Regions from separate parts of the Rattus norvegicus genome. Here region 2 is linked to region 1. The links are chromatin contacts, called in public Hi-C maps. All regions are on one chromosome and are shown on one strand. The core of a region is the stretch at or near the end of the contact, and the rest is flanking DNA. Distances in the headings are between cores, read along the strand shown.

The links. Hi-C and Micro-C count contacts between places; a contact is called where the count stands out from the background.
Region 2: a Hi-C map of liver shows a contact between it and region 1, with 5 times the contacts expected there. The contact joins the promoter of Ing4 here to the promoter of Phb2 in region 1. A contact is called at or near these places in 2 of 12 Hi-C or Micro-C datasets (frontal cortex and liver).

The regions. Positions count from the first base shown.
Region 1 is chr4:159,199,248-159,206,593 of GRCr8, forward strand. Phb2 (prohibitin 2) reads left to right here and starts at 4,701. Exons shown (of 10, transcript NM_001013035.1): 1 at 4,701-4,953; 2 at 5,104-5,188; 3 at 5,461-5,540; 4 at 6,365-6,549; 5 at 7,160-7,289. The coding sequence starts at 4,827. Emg1 (EMG1 N1-specific pseudouridine methyltransferase) reads right to left here and starts at 4,579. Exons shown (of 6, transcript NM_001107888.3): 1 at 4,282-4,579. The coding sequence starts at 4,449.
Region 2 is chr4:159,524,966-159,532,311 of GRCr8, forward strand. It overlaps Ing4 (inhibitor of growth family, member 4), which reads left to right and starts at 3,238. Exons shown (of 8, transcript NM_001079887.1): 1 at 3,238-3,278; 2 at 6,599-6,670. The coding sequence starts at 3,242. It overlaps LOC102554095 (a long non-coding RNA gene), which reads right to left. Exons shown (of 5, transcript XR_010065933.1): 2 at 5,593-5,705; 3 at 2,145-2,195. Zfp384 (zinc finger protein 384) reads left to right here. Exons shown (of 11, transcript NM_001034830.2): 11 at 1-1,045.

The DNA of each region.
Region 1 (7,346 bases), core at 3,451-5,950:
TACTTTTTGGGATTGACTGAATAGCTCAAACAATATCAGTGGTTAAGAGATATTATTCTTGCAAAGGACCAGGATTTGGTCTCTCAACATCCATGTCAGGTGGCCTATGACTCCATCTCCAAAGGAACTCTAGCCTCCAAGAGCAGCCAAACACATGTGGTACACACACATGCATAATTACAAATAAATACTGTCTGTATTCATTTAATCCTATGTGCATGTGTGCCTGCATGTATGTCTGCACTCTACGTATGTAGTGCCAGTGGAGGCTGAAAGAGGGCACTGGATCCCCTGGAACTGGAGTTACAGCTGTGAGCCTCCATGTGGGTGCTGGGAATTGAACCTGGTCCTCTGGAAGAGCAGCCAGTGCTCTTAACTAAGCCATCACTTCTCCAGCCCTGCATAAATCTTTAAAGTCAGAGTAGGTGCTGGTGCTGCTTGGTGGTTAAGAGCACTGTGCTTGTTCTTGCAGAGGCCAGGATGTAGTGCCCAGCATCCACATGGTAGATCCCGCCCACACAGAACTCAGCTCCAGACAATTGGGCTGCTCAGATACCTGCACACATGTGCACATGAGCTCACGCAGGCAGCGCATACACATAACTAAGGACGAATCTTAGAAGAATGCAGAGTAAAGCACACGACCAAAAACTTAAGTCCTTTGGACACTTAATTGTAAAAGACAAAGAACTTTTAGAATGATCCAATTTCAACCCATTAGTAAAAGTGGAGGTCCTGTGCTTTTAATTTTTTAAGATTTACCTAATTTTACATTATGAACATTACATGTATGAGCATTTAGTCTGTCTGTGTATATATGTATCATGTGCATGCCGGGTGTCTATATAAGTCAAGGGAAGACATCAGATGCTGTGGAACTGGAATGACATGGTTGTGGGCCAGCACACAGAAGGAACCACAAGAGAAGACACCAAAGCGCTGCACTTAGAGCAGGTGATGGTGGCTTGTGAAACCTGAGTTTGTGCACTGATCTGAAACCACAAACTGGAATGACCAGAACGAAACCATTGCCAGCAGTTCTCAACAGTTCTTAGAAGCTACTAAACAGACAGGACAAAGTTCGAAACCTCATACTTTGTCCTCACAGAAACGGCAAACAATCTCACGAATCTACAAACTGATGAACAGAAATTAACAGATGAACAGGAAATACACAGATGGCAGGCATCACTCCGCTGTCACCGCTATAATTCCACATCTGTGTGTGTGTGTGTGTGTGTGTGTGTGTGTGTGTGTGTGTGTGTGCGCACGTGCAAATGCCGCCTGCACATGTAGGTACAATGTGCTTACATGTGAAGGCCAGAGATTGATGTCTAGTGTCTTCCTCTATCACCCTCTTATGTTCTGACATAGAGTTCCTCACTGAACCTGAACTCACCAATTCAGCTAGACTGGCAGGCCGGCCATCAAGCTCTACAGACTCACTTGTCTCTCCAATGCCAGGGTTACAAACTGAGCTGGGCCCCTCTCTTCTTTCCTTTCTCAAACTCAGAGATCTACCTCCCCAACTGTCTCAAAGTGCTGGGATTAAAAGCATGCTTAGCATGGCCTGGGCTTTTTTTACATAGTTGCTGGGTTAGAACACAGGTCCCCATGTCTGTGGAGAGCATAGCCAGTACTCCACTAAGTCATCTTAGTCCACGATGTAGTGGTTCTTTAGGCTAAGCTCTAATAAATGAAGCAGCGCCTGGCTGTGGTGGCACTGGCCTTTAATTTGAGCAGAAGCAGGTGAATCTCTGAGTTCAAAGCCAACCTGGTCTGCAAAGCAAGTTCCAGAACAGCTAGGGCTGTTACACAGAGAAATCCTGTCTGGAGAAGAAAAGGATGCAGCATCACAAGTTGGATGTGGGAACTCACACCTGCACTTCAGCCTTTAGGAGCCCACCAAGTGCCAGGCCAGTATGAGGTACAGGGTGAGACCTTATCTCAAAGTAAAACAGAACAGCAGCAGATACTCAATATGAGCGGAACATGCTCTCTCCTGTGTCTGCTTCAGCAAAATGTTCCTTCACGAGTCTGTCTTAGGCTTTCACACCTGTATCCACTTTAATGAAACGTTCCTTCACATGTTTGCCTTGGCAAAACATCATTCAACCAACTTTCCAAATAACCCTTAAGTTTCCACTTGAGAAGATATATATGCCAGATTTATATGCAGCATATGTGTGTACACACATTGTTTTAATTTTATGGGTACAGGTGTCTTGCCTGTGTGTGTGTTTGTGCATCACACGGGTGCTGAGCCGGTGGAGGCCAAGGGGTCATCAGATCCCCTGGAACTGGACTGACAGACAACTGAGAGCCAGACTGTGGGTGCTGGGAACCAAACTGCAAGAGCAAGTTCTCCTAACCAATGTCTCTCCACCCATGGGCTAAGAGTTTTAATATAACTGTTTGAACTCTCAACAAGTAACCTGGAACAAGTGATATTAATTTCAAGTAGCAGACATTATCCTAAACACATACAGTACCTCCTTTACTCCTTCCAACATTACAGTTAAGTGAACTGATTTGCCTATGTCAGAAAAGTGGTGTACAGAAGGAATCTAGTGTACCTCCTTTCTGAAACATGGACACAGGAATGGTTTCCACATTTGCAAATTACCATTATCATGGGATTCCTAGTCCGATAATGTCCAAATTAACATTCAAAGAGTTGAAAAGCAGCTAGGTGTCGTGGTGCATGCCACTAATCCCAGCACTCAGGAGACAGAGACAGGCAGATAATCAGTGAGTTCCAGGCCAGCAGGAGCTACACAGTGAGACCCTGTCAACAAGAATAACAATAAGGGCTAGATAGATAAGCAGTTAACAGCACAGGCTGCTCTTCCAGAGGACCTGGGTTCGATTCTCAGCCCCAACATGGCAACTCACAACCGTCTGTAACTCCAGTTCCAGGGGATCTGGCATTCTACAGAGATATACATGCAAGCAAAACACCAATACACATAAATAAACCTTTAAACAATAATAATGATGATGACTGATGATAACCACTGAGGGAGGATTATATAAAAGCCTGTAGTTAGGTTGGAAATGACTATAGAAAATTTTAAATCTGATTAATTGATCACTTAATAAAAAATAGAAGGGGAGGGTACAGGAGAGATGGCTCAGTGGTTACACTGACTGCTCTTCCAGAGGTCCTGAGTTCAAATCCCAGCAACCACATGGTGGCTCACAACCATCTGTAATGGGATCTGATGCCCTCTTCTGGTGTGTCTGAAGATAGTTCCAGGGTACTCAGAAATAAGTCTAGGGGAAAAGAGTAGAAGGGGAAAACAGTTTTCTAGTTTAATAAAGTGTACATGAAGAACAAATGGAAATGACTCTCACCTCGGGTTCTCAGGTAACACTCTTAACCACCTTTACAGGACTGTCAATACAGCTCCTGTGTGGTTTGGTATACAACCACCTTACAAAGGGAGAGCAAACATGTTTTCTCACAGTCACTAGGAAAGGCTAAGGACCAAATTTAAATCCAGGTCAGGCCTGGCATGGTGAAACTCACCTATAAATATCCAAGTACTGAGGAGGTTGAAGGTGGAGAGTTCCAAGCCAACCTCGACTGCATTCCAAGACTTACAAAATACAACCATCCAGAGTGTGTGTGGGGTATGTGTGTATTGGGGGAAGGGGTTGGGGGATGACTTCTGGATCTAACCAATGAACAAGTTTAGCTCTGAAAGGTAAGACAAAAGAAAGAAGGAAGGAAGGAGGGGGCAAGAGAGATGGCACAGGGGTTATGACAAAGCCTTCTTGTACAGGACCCAAGTTAGCTTCCTAGCACCCACATGAGGTGGCTCACGGCCACATGGAGACTTGCATGCATAAGAAAGGGTAAAATAAGTATTTAAGGGGGTAAAAAAGCAAAGACGAAGGCTTTTTAAATAATCTGATCAGACACACTTCAAAATAGGTAAATATAAAACAAGCTGGCGGTCGAAAGCCTTTTAACAAAATAAAACATCAAATCCTTAGCAATAAAAGGCTGAGGAAGTCACTGGCCTTTAGAAATGTGGGAAACCTCAATGCTTCCCCCATTTTGCATTTTATATCACAGAGTCCCTGGTAAATTAACTAAAAGCTAAAATGAGAGTCAAGAGCAAAAGAAAACACTGCCAATCCAGGATGTCAACCGCCTGCAAAACTAGGTCATCCTTCAAAAGCAAATTTCACGGCTCCGTTTTTCCATTCATTCTGTGCCCCACAGAATCTGGTTCATCAATGGACTACCTCCGCATTCATGTTCAAAACTACCTTGACTGTCTCCAGACTGGCCCCTTCCAACACCACAATGAGCCTACGGCCTCCACACTTGCTTCCTGCCCCAAGCCGGGGTCTCTTAGGCGGCGCAGGGTCCCAGTCCTGTTCCTGCACTGAAAAACGCCGCTCACGAGGTTGGAAGCCACCACTGGTCGCAGCCATCTTGTAAGCAGACCGGAAGTTGCGCTAAGGTCCTTAAGTTAGAACTTCACGTCCGCCTCACTGCAAACTTCCTTCTAGCTGCCATTTTGAAAGAGGGCGCTTGAAAATGGCGATACCTGTACGGAAGCCTCTCTAAGAGGGCACACCTCCAAAGGGGGCGGGACTTCCGGATGCGCCATTACTGTGCGCGAGGTTTGGGTCCGACTAAGCAAACGGGGGCGGGTTCAGAGAGAACGCACTTCCGGTGCCCTTTCTCCCGCGAGCTCTAAGGCCTCCAATCCTCGTGTGCAAGGCGAGGTGTGTAAACTGGAGTGGGGTAGAAGCTGGCGGGCACCCCCTCCTGACCACTGGTGCCGCCGCCTTCAGGAGAATCAGACATGGCCCAGAACTTAAAGGACCTAGCGGGACGCCTGCCCTCCGGGCCTCGGGGCATGGGCACGGCGCTGAAGCTGCTGCTGGGGGCCGGGGCTGTGGCCTACGGCGTCCGTGAGTCCGTATTCACTGGTGAGCAACCTCCTTCCACTGACCGGACCTCGCGGTCTCCAGACCCACTGTCCTACCTCCCCCAAGTGTCCGCGCCTCCATGCTCCCTCATCCCTGTCCCGCCTGAGCCTGACCAGCAGCTTGTCCTGACTCCCACCCCTCTCTCCACAGTGGAAGGTGGTCACAGAGCCATCTTCTTTAATCGTATTGGTGGCGTACAACAGGACACAATCCTAGCCGAAGGCCTTCACTTCAGGTAATGGCGGGCAGAGCGAGCAGGCCCTGACCCTTCACCCTTGACGGCTGTAGCCAGACTTAACAACAGGATTCGATACTGCTTTTTCCCCTCCTCACTCCTTCTCGTAAGGACAGTGCCAGCATAAAAGGCTGTTCTCGACCTGGAAAAGAGAATCTCCCTGTCTGTGGTCATGGGGAGGAACAGGCCCAAGGACGAGTGGTGAGGGGAAACTGGTCAAAATCAATGAAACTGTAGTTTCCCAACTCCTGTCCCTGACCTCTCCTTTCCAGGATTCCCTGGTTCCAGTACCCCATCATCTATGACATTCGGGCCAGACCTCGAAAAATCTCCTCCCCCACAGGCTCCAAAGGTAATGTGGGCAACTGGGAGCTGCATGGCACGTGGGGAAAGACAGAAATGTAAAATGAGCCTGGCAAGGCTGCCAGAAATGGTAGTGTTTCTTAGGGCTTGTATTCTATGTCTGCAAAAGAGCCATGCCTCACGGTTCAAAACAATACATGTAAGTATGTGTGCACGTTTTAACGTTACCTTCTGCCTAGCATAAACGAAATGAGTTGCCTTTCTTCCTTGCTGCCTGGATCCAAGCCTTTTTTTAAGGCCTTTTTTCTGTTGACTTGTTGATTACATCCACAGTACACCTTGCTCTGGAGAAAGTGCCCCCACTCTTCACTAGCTGTTTCCTTGTAGACCACATTTAGAAGTCCTGCCTTTGAGATTCCCCAGGCCTCTGCCTCATTCCCATGTACACACTGAGGCAAGTAGCCCCCAGAAATGTGCTTCTTTGTGCTGTTTGCAGTGTATGTGGTTTATTCATTGGCCAAGCCACAGGCCTTGGAAATAAACAATAAACAGTTCACAGTTCTGGTTCTCCAGATGATTAGGGGGAAACCCAAAATTGTGCTGCTTGGTGAATCCACTTTGGAGGAGTAGCAAAAAAAAAAAAATTTTTTTAAAGCTGTATTAATGGAAGACCTGTAGAAAAGATTTCTCAGTAAACAAGGATCTGTCTCACCCGTGTTGTCCACATGTTCCTCGTTGACATGATCATCTTCCCAGTGGAGCTAGTCTGTACTGTGTAACATGGTGGGTAGCATGGTGGGTAGCACTCATAGGAAAAGATGCTGGGAAAGGGGGAATTTGGCCTTAACCGGCCACTGCTGACCTCTCCCTCAGACCTGCAGATGGTGAACATCTCCCTGCGTGTACTGTCTCGGCCCAATGCCCAGGAGCTCCCCAGCATGTACCAGCGCCTAGGCCTAGACTATGAGGAGCGAGTGCTGCCGTCCATTGTTAATGAGGTGCTCAAGAGTGTGGTGGCCAAGTTCAACGCCTCGCAGCTCATTACCCAGCGGGCTCAGGTCTGACCCCTGTCTCCTTGGTCAGGGTTACTGGGTACTAAATAAAAGGTGTTCCAGGATGGGGTGGAATGGATCTGTAGTCCAGTCGGTGAGTGCTTGCCTAGCGTGCACAAATCCTGGTTGTATTCCCAAGTGTCAAACCAGGCGTGGCGCATGCCTGTAATCCCAGCACTAGAGGTAGAAGTAGGAGGATCAGAAGTCTCAGGTTCTCCTTGCCTGCATGGCCAGTTGGACTGTGGGAAATAAGGAGACACCGCTGTAGAACCTGATAGCAGTGGACGTTAAGAAGGAAGCACAGGAGAGAACAATAGCTGTATACCCTTTCCCACGTCTCTAAAGGGCTTTCCTCGATTGACAGGGAGCTAAGGAGATGCATACATTGAAAAGAGGAGATTAGGACTCGGTGTGACACGGGACAGTCGTGACACCTGTCTGATGCTGCCCTGACTGTCACATGGAGAAAGGGAACCATGTTTTTCTAGTGAATGTTTAAGGATTTAGGTGATAGGTTTGGTGCCCATACTCAGGAGCTCTGGCGATCAGATAGTTACAGCAATGCCACCTTCCTTTCAGTTCAAACCAAACCTCCCCTCCCAACCCCTGCCCCCAGGTGTCTCTGTTGATCCGAAGAGAGCTGACAGAGCGTGCCAAGGACTTCAGCCTCATCCTGGACGATGTAGCTATCACAGAGCTAAGCTTCAGCCGAGAGTACACAGCTGCTGTAGAAGCCAAACAAGTGGGTAAGTCCATGGAGGCAGGCGAGGTCGGTGGGCTTCTGGAGACCGGAGAAGGGGGAC
Region 2 (7,346 bases), core at 1,988-4,487, 320 kb after region 1:
GCTCCTTGGGTCTCAGGCATGGCTTTTCTTCGCAAGATAACCATCCTTAATCTCAGCTGCTCCTGATTGGCCAAGGAATCCTGAGCTGATAGTGTTATCCAACAGCCCCCATCCAAGCAGAGCTTTTAAAACTGGGGCTTGGTGCTTGAGAGAAGGATCCGCTGTAACCTCACATCTTGTCCAGTGTGTGGGCGATTACCTTTCTCTCCATCCTCAAAGTTGGGGCTGATAGAAGACTAGTGGCTGGCCCTCCCAGATAACAGAGAAGGAAGCTCTAAATGTCGCCAGCCTTCCGTTCTATGCTTACCTGTAAAAGAACAGATTTTGCACGTGGCCTGATCCCTGTGAGCCATTTTCTTCCCCTTACATGGTCTCACTTCATATTGGGTGGTGACTATACCTTTTTTATTTGTAAGGGGGGCAATAGCTGATACATGGTCACCAAGGTGCCAGAGATTCCCCAGGTGACCAACGGTGGCTTAAGAGTGTGAGTTACCATTTTTCCTTACAACCTCCTTCCTTCTCTGCCAACCAAGGGCCTATATACTCAGTCTCACTACCCCAGTCCAAGGAGCTCTGGGAGCTGTGTAAGCTGTGTTCTCTGCGATGCCATCTGGGCTTTGCAGAGAAGGGAGAATTCAGGGCACACACAGGACTGGACTTAGCCTCCCTAGGTGCCACGGTCAGATGCCGGACATGGATTTATATATAAATATATATATATAAATATATATATATACCTGCTCATCACGGCCATCTTTGTTGTAACCATTTCTGTGTTTATAAATGCATTATCTCTGAGAATTTTCATATTGATGTTTTATTTTTGTCTTATTTTTTTTTTCTCCACCTTGTCCTCTGGCCATGGCATTTTAATTTTCTTTTCCCTTTCAATTTTTTTAATCATGGGAAATTTCAGATAAAAGAAAATTAAAATAATCAGGAATTATACAGTTGTTATAAAGCAATTTAAAAATGAAAAACTTATGTACAAACTAAGGGGTGTTTTTAGAACATTGTACAGAAATAAATTTGTGTTTAAGGATGAGAGGCAGTAAGCAGCTGATGTAAGCTAGCATGGGAAAAGACTATTTGGGGAGCTATTCCAGGACAGCACTAAGGATTTAAACTGGAACGTGTGGAGAATGGATGCTTGGGTGGTAAGCTACCATATGTTTTATTCCAAGGCCATTTTTAGTTTAGGAACATTTGTGTACAGATTCTGCCATAGAGATTGCACGCCTACTTATGTGAGACAAGAATTCATTTAACAAAATGGCTATATTCCTTACCCTTTGCCCTCAAAAACAAAAACAAAAAACAAAAAAAACCAAAAAACCCTGCCAGGCCATGATGGTGCACAACTTTACTCAGAAGGCTGGATCTCTGAGAGGCCACCGTGGTCTACAGAGCGAGTTCTAAGACAGCCTGGTCTACACAGAGAACTTTTGTCTTGCGCAGGTGGGGTAGGGGCACAGACATGTATGGCCTTTTGAAAGGTCCTGCACTACCTGTGCTTCACCTATTTTATCCAAATTCTATTGGGCACTGTGTTTGTATACATAATGTCTCACTAGACTCAAGTGCCTAAGACCAGATGTTTCCCGTGATGGAAACCATAACCTGCTACTGGGTTTAAGACTGAAGAAAACGGGGTTTGGGATTTAGCTCAGTGGTAGAGCGCTTGCCTAGCAAGCGCAAGGCCCTGAGTTCGGTCCCTAGCTCCGGAAAAAAAAAAGAAAAAGAAAAAAAAAGACTGAAGAAAATGCCAAATGTAGTGAGCTTCCCGTGATAAATAATGATTATCATGTTCACCTAAAATGGAAGATTGTTGTACTGCACAGAGCATAACAAGAAACCTAAGACTTCTCACACTGTACCATGAAAGGATTCAGCTAATTTCCCAAGACTGCTTCATGAAGATTAAATCCTTCATACGGTACTGAAAAAGTTGACAAGTGTTCTCATATCTGAGAACTGACCAGCTGTCATTACTTAGTGATGTGGGTAATAAGTCCCATTTAATTTGGGACGAGGCATCCAGGACAGTACCTCAGTATACCCCATTGTTGGTTACTGCCTGGTGTACTGGCCAACTACGGAGAGTTACAACCCCGTTCTCCTCACAGGATTGGAATCCGCACCTTTGTGGGTGAATATCCATTTCCACTTTCACTCGATGTTGTCTATTCTCACTGTATAGAAAAGAGTGGGCAGAGTAAATTATCTAACAGCATGCTTTTAAAATGGAGTCCACATCCCACTGCCTAACTTTAGCATCTGCTCAGTAGTAAACTTGGGCTTTTATGGTGCCCTTTACATATTTGGGCTAAGGGAGCTAGAACTTTATTTTAAAAGTGCTATGTGGTGTAAATTCTGTGAAAGATGTATCAATTCGAGGTGACACTATTTGCAAGACTCTACCACCACTATTACGGGGTTTGAGTTCTGTTTCCGTAAGATAGCAGCAACCTGCCGGACTCTTGCTTTTGTACAATAGCTGATACTTTTGACTACAGTGAAGGCTAATGTATATCAGTCTTCTGATATTTACTCGATGACCCAGTCTTTTCAGATCATGTTAATACCATACATTAGTTCAAATGTAAAACATAAACATCGGTTTTCCCATAGCACACGCCTTTAATCCCAGCGTTTGCGAGGCAGAGGTAGAGGCAGGAGGGTCTCACAAATTTGAGGACAGCGAAGGCTTCACAAACTTATAGAAGAGTGGTGAGAGATGCAAAGGGTTAAATTTGCAAAGCCTGACAACTTCTGAAGAAAGCATCTACCTTCTATTCTGCTTAAGCTGTTACTTCGATGATCACATTTATAATAGATAAACGAAAACACTCGATTCCCTATTTGTTGAAAGCGGTTATTTACATAATATAACTACACAGAACAGATTTCCCCCATTTACCAAACATTCCTGTTTTTGGAGGGAAAAAAAGTTTGCTAGAGAATGCAAAATGGCGACTTTGCGTGACGTCATACCTGTCGCAGGAACATACTAACGTCTTACTAAGGGCGGAAGCCAGGCTAAAGCAGCCTCGATGTGGGCGACCGTGAACAGGCGCGCAAAAACGTTCAATGCCGGGCGGATGTATCCGGGGACCGTAGTTTAGTAAGGGCGGAAGTTCTTTTAGGTACGGAAAGGTTGTAATCCAAGAATGGTCACAGCGCCTGTCGTTTCAGTCACTTCCGGGGAGGATCGGAAGTTGCTTTGTTTTGCTTCAAGATGGCTGCTGGGATGTATTTGGAACATTATCTGGACAGTAAGAGCCGACTGGAGAAGGGGACATGGGTCATAGAGTGGTGTAGAGGGTCCGGGTTGACAGACTATATGGCCCCGAGGTTCTGGTAAACTGAAGATCACAGTTGGGAAAGGGTTCTGAGGGAGGATTTATTCGAGGGTGAAGAGGGAGGGGGTGGGGCAGGGGGAATAGAGGCCTCGCTCAAGGTATAGACAAGGAAAGGGCTGTCCCGTGGGATCAGGGCTGGATTTTAAAGGGGTAAGGGTAGCAAGGAAAGTATTTGCTCACTCAGTTCTTGAGGGTAGATTATTTTCCTAAATTGTGCAGGATCGTTATTCACTGCCATTTGGAGCAGCTGCAAATATTTGGTCTAATTCCTTTATGTCTCAAAAGTGGCTTCTCATTAAGCTTGCTGGGTGGAATAGAGCGACCACTGAGTTGATCGCTGAAATGCTTTACTTTATGAGCAAAATCCAGTTCTCAAAAACGAAGATTCTGTCTCTCCCTTCCCCCTTCTCTCCCTTTCTTTTCCCGGCCTCCCCCACCACCACCTCTCTTCCTCTATCCCTCTTTCTCTCCCTCTCTCTTCCTCCCCCCACCCCTGCCCTGTGTGTGTGTGTGTGTGTGTAAGAGACTTCAAAGTGAGAAGTAGTCTGGGGATGTATTAGACAAACTGTTATGCCAAACTAAGGTATTCGCATCTTAAAATAGAGTATTGATTTTAATGAATTAGTTAACGGTAGCAAGCCAAGTCAGAAGTGTATTCTTAGAGAATGACCAAAAGTTTTCGATATTATAAACATGGCAAGATTGATTGAGAGGGAAAATCCAAGGTGAATTCTGCTTAGAAAATAAACTATATCATAGTGTAGCAGATTCAGGAGTAATAATTTAGTCTTTGCCTTAGAAATAGGCATAAAATCTGACAGTGAGATCATTCACGGAAAAGACACAGAGTAAAGAAAAGACAGTGAGCTCAAGAAACCAGCATTTAAAGGACTAGATGTCAGTGTTGGCATTGTAATAAGGCCTCTGGTCTAGTATTGGCAGTGCTAGCAGGAAGGAATTACTTGAAGGAGAAGGTAGTACCAACTGCCTCAAACTTCTTCACAAAGAGGAGTCATTTCATTTGATAATCTGTCTGTTACTAGAAGCACCTTCTTTTTTTTTTTTTTTTTTAATTTTTCTTTTTTTTCGGAGCTGGGGACCGAACCCAGGGCCTTGCGCTTGCTAGGCAAGCTCTCTCACTGAGCTAAATCCCCAACCCCTAGAAGCACCTTCTTGTTTTGACTTTTTAGACAGTATCTAATAAGGCCCAGGTTGACTTTGAATTTGCTACATAGCTGATGATGGGCTTGAACTCCAGGGCCTGCTTCCATCTCCAGTGCTATTGATAAGCACCAAGCCTTGTTTAGTACTAACAGTTTTTACATTTGAGTTAGAGTCACAGAAACACAAGTTTGGGAAGCACATACCTTTAATCCCAGCACTTGGGAAGATCTCTGTGAGTTCTGAGACCAGCCTGGTATATGTAGTGAGGTCTAGGCCAGCCAGAGCTACATAGAGACCCTGTCTTTATATTTATTTAGGAGACGACATTAGAGCACTTGCCTAATGGGGAATCCCCTGATACTAAAGTTCAGTCTTCACCTCCAGAGGGGGGAAAAATGAGGTTAAGCTGTGTAAAGAGATTTCACTCTTATGGAAAGGCTTAACTAATAATGCATTTGTTCAATTGTTTACTTGACACTTTCAGTATACAAGACAATTCTAAACATGAGGGAAATTTAAAGTGGATCCAGGTGTGTGTCCTGGAAGGTTAGGGAGACAGGCCCAGATTGCATTAATTATTTAGTTATGGTTGGATAAATACCAAAAATACTAGCTAGACTATCTTGACAGCCTGTCTGTGTAAGGCATTGTCGGAGTCTGGGCAAGTCTAGCTCTGAAATTGAACTTTGAAGACTAAACAGATGTGGAGTAGGGGAGCAGGTATGATGGGAGTGGGGTGAGGGCTCGAGAGATGGCTCAGCGGTTAAAAGCATTGACTGCTCTTCCAGAGGTCCTGAGTTCAATTCCCAGCAACCACATGGTGGCTCACAACCATCTGTAATGGGATCCGATGCCCTCTTCAGCTACAGTGTGCTCATATACATAAAATAAATAAATAAATCTTTTAAAAAAATGGGGGTGGGGTGAGGAAGACAGGACTCCTGGGAAGTTGCTGGCAAGTGTGAGGTGCTTAAAAGGCCAGAGTGTTGTCAGAGAGAGCAGGAAGATAGCGTGGCTGAGTGAGCTAAGCCAGGTAGGAGTATGGAACACAGCTGTAACTTACTGAGCGCTGAAGCTGAGAGCAGAGAAGACGGAGGTAGAAGTTCAGAGAAAGCTGGTTTATAGAGTAAGCTCACCAATGAAGAGGCCGGGACACTGGCAGAGACAGGAGGCTAGCTGAAAAAGAGGGGAAGGTCTTCAGCTTTTGAGAAAGGCAAATGAATCCTGTCACAGATAAATCCCTCATTTTCAGGGCAGGGCATTAGCTCAGTTGATAGAATGCCAATCCGGCATTCAGGGCCCCTAGGTTTGATGCCCAACAGTATACAGCTAGCATATTGACACAGGACTCAGGACCCAACACTTGAGAAGAATAGAAATTCATTGTTGGTCATCCTTGGCTACAAAGCAAGTTTGAGCTGTGCTACAGAGACCCTGTCACCAAAAAAATTAGATAAATTAAAAATAAAGAAAAAAAAATCCAGTTTCAAATGAGGGAAAAACTGAACCATACTTTGATTTTTTTTTAAATACTGAATTGTACCTTTGTATTTTATTTTTTTATGAACTATGCACCCATGGGAATACAGTCTCTCTCTCTCTCTCTCTCTCTCTCTGTGTGTGTGTGTGTGTGTGTGTGTGTGTGTGTGTGTGTATGAATGCATGCCCCTCTTGCAACTCAGAAACATTGTATCTCCCAGAGCTGGAATCTCCAGGCCCTGAGCTTTTGTCTATTTTTCTCGTTCTTTGTTTTCCCTTTTAAAACACTATCTTATGTAACCAGATGGCTACAAACTCCCTATGGCTGAGACTGACTTGAGTTCATAATTCCCCTGCCCACCCCCCTCCTGTTTCCAGCTTGAACTTCATTTTCAAAGGAGCTGCCAGGCTAGGGATGTAGACCAGAGGCAGCACACTAGCCTGGCATACTCACAGACCTGGATTCCATCCGCAGCATCACAAAAATAATAAATCAAAAGGTTAAATAAGAAGACAGCTGCAGCACCTTAGTGCTAGAGCCCTTGCAAAGACGTCTGTGTAGTCCACCAGCTATTTCTGTCTCTTCCCAGGTATTGAAAACCTCCCGTTTGAATTGCAGAGAAACTTTCAGCTCATGAGGGACCTAGACCAAAGGACAGAGGGTATGTACAGGATAACAGGCTTTGGTTGACCACCATGTGTTTTCCTGCTCTCTGCTGCCAAACCATCTGGTAAACTGTGACTTATTTGGGGTGTGTGTGTATGCATGTATGTATGAATATATGTATGTGTATGAATGTTCTGCCTGTATGTGTATCTGTGTATCATGTGTGTGCCTGGTATACAAAGAGACCAGAAGGCAGATCTTCCGGAACTGGAGCTAAAGATGGTTGTGAGTCACCGTGTGGGTGCTGGAATCCAAAACCAAGTCCTCTGCAAGAACAGCCAGTGCTCTTAACCCCTGAGCCATCTCTCCTGACTTTCATGGAATTCTTAAAGGAAGATAAGTCATCCTCTTTTCTACTTTCCCACATCAAATGGAGTATTGAGACGATGCCTGAAGAACTCAGTGATGCTAAGCTGGAAAAACAGTTCAGTGGGTAAAGGTGTCCGCTACCAGGCCTGATGACCTGAGTTTGATCCCCTGGATCCACACAGTAGGAGGAGAGATCCTCCCGGAAGTTAGTCCCGAGACCACAACCTGTGGGCCATTGTACACATTCATCTGCACCCATACAAATTATTCACAAAATATATAAGGTTCAGAGGTGTTAGGGTTTTGTACCTTCTTCCTCAAGAATTGAAGATAGCAAGCCCAGACGTTTCTCCTGGTTTTGA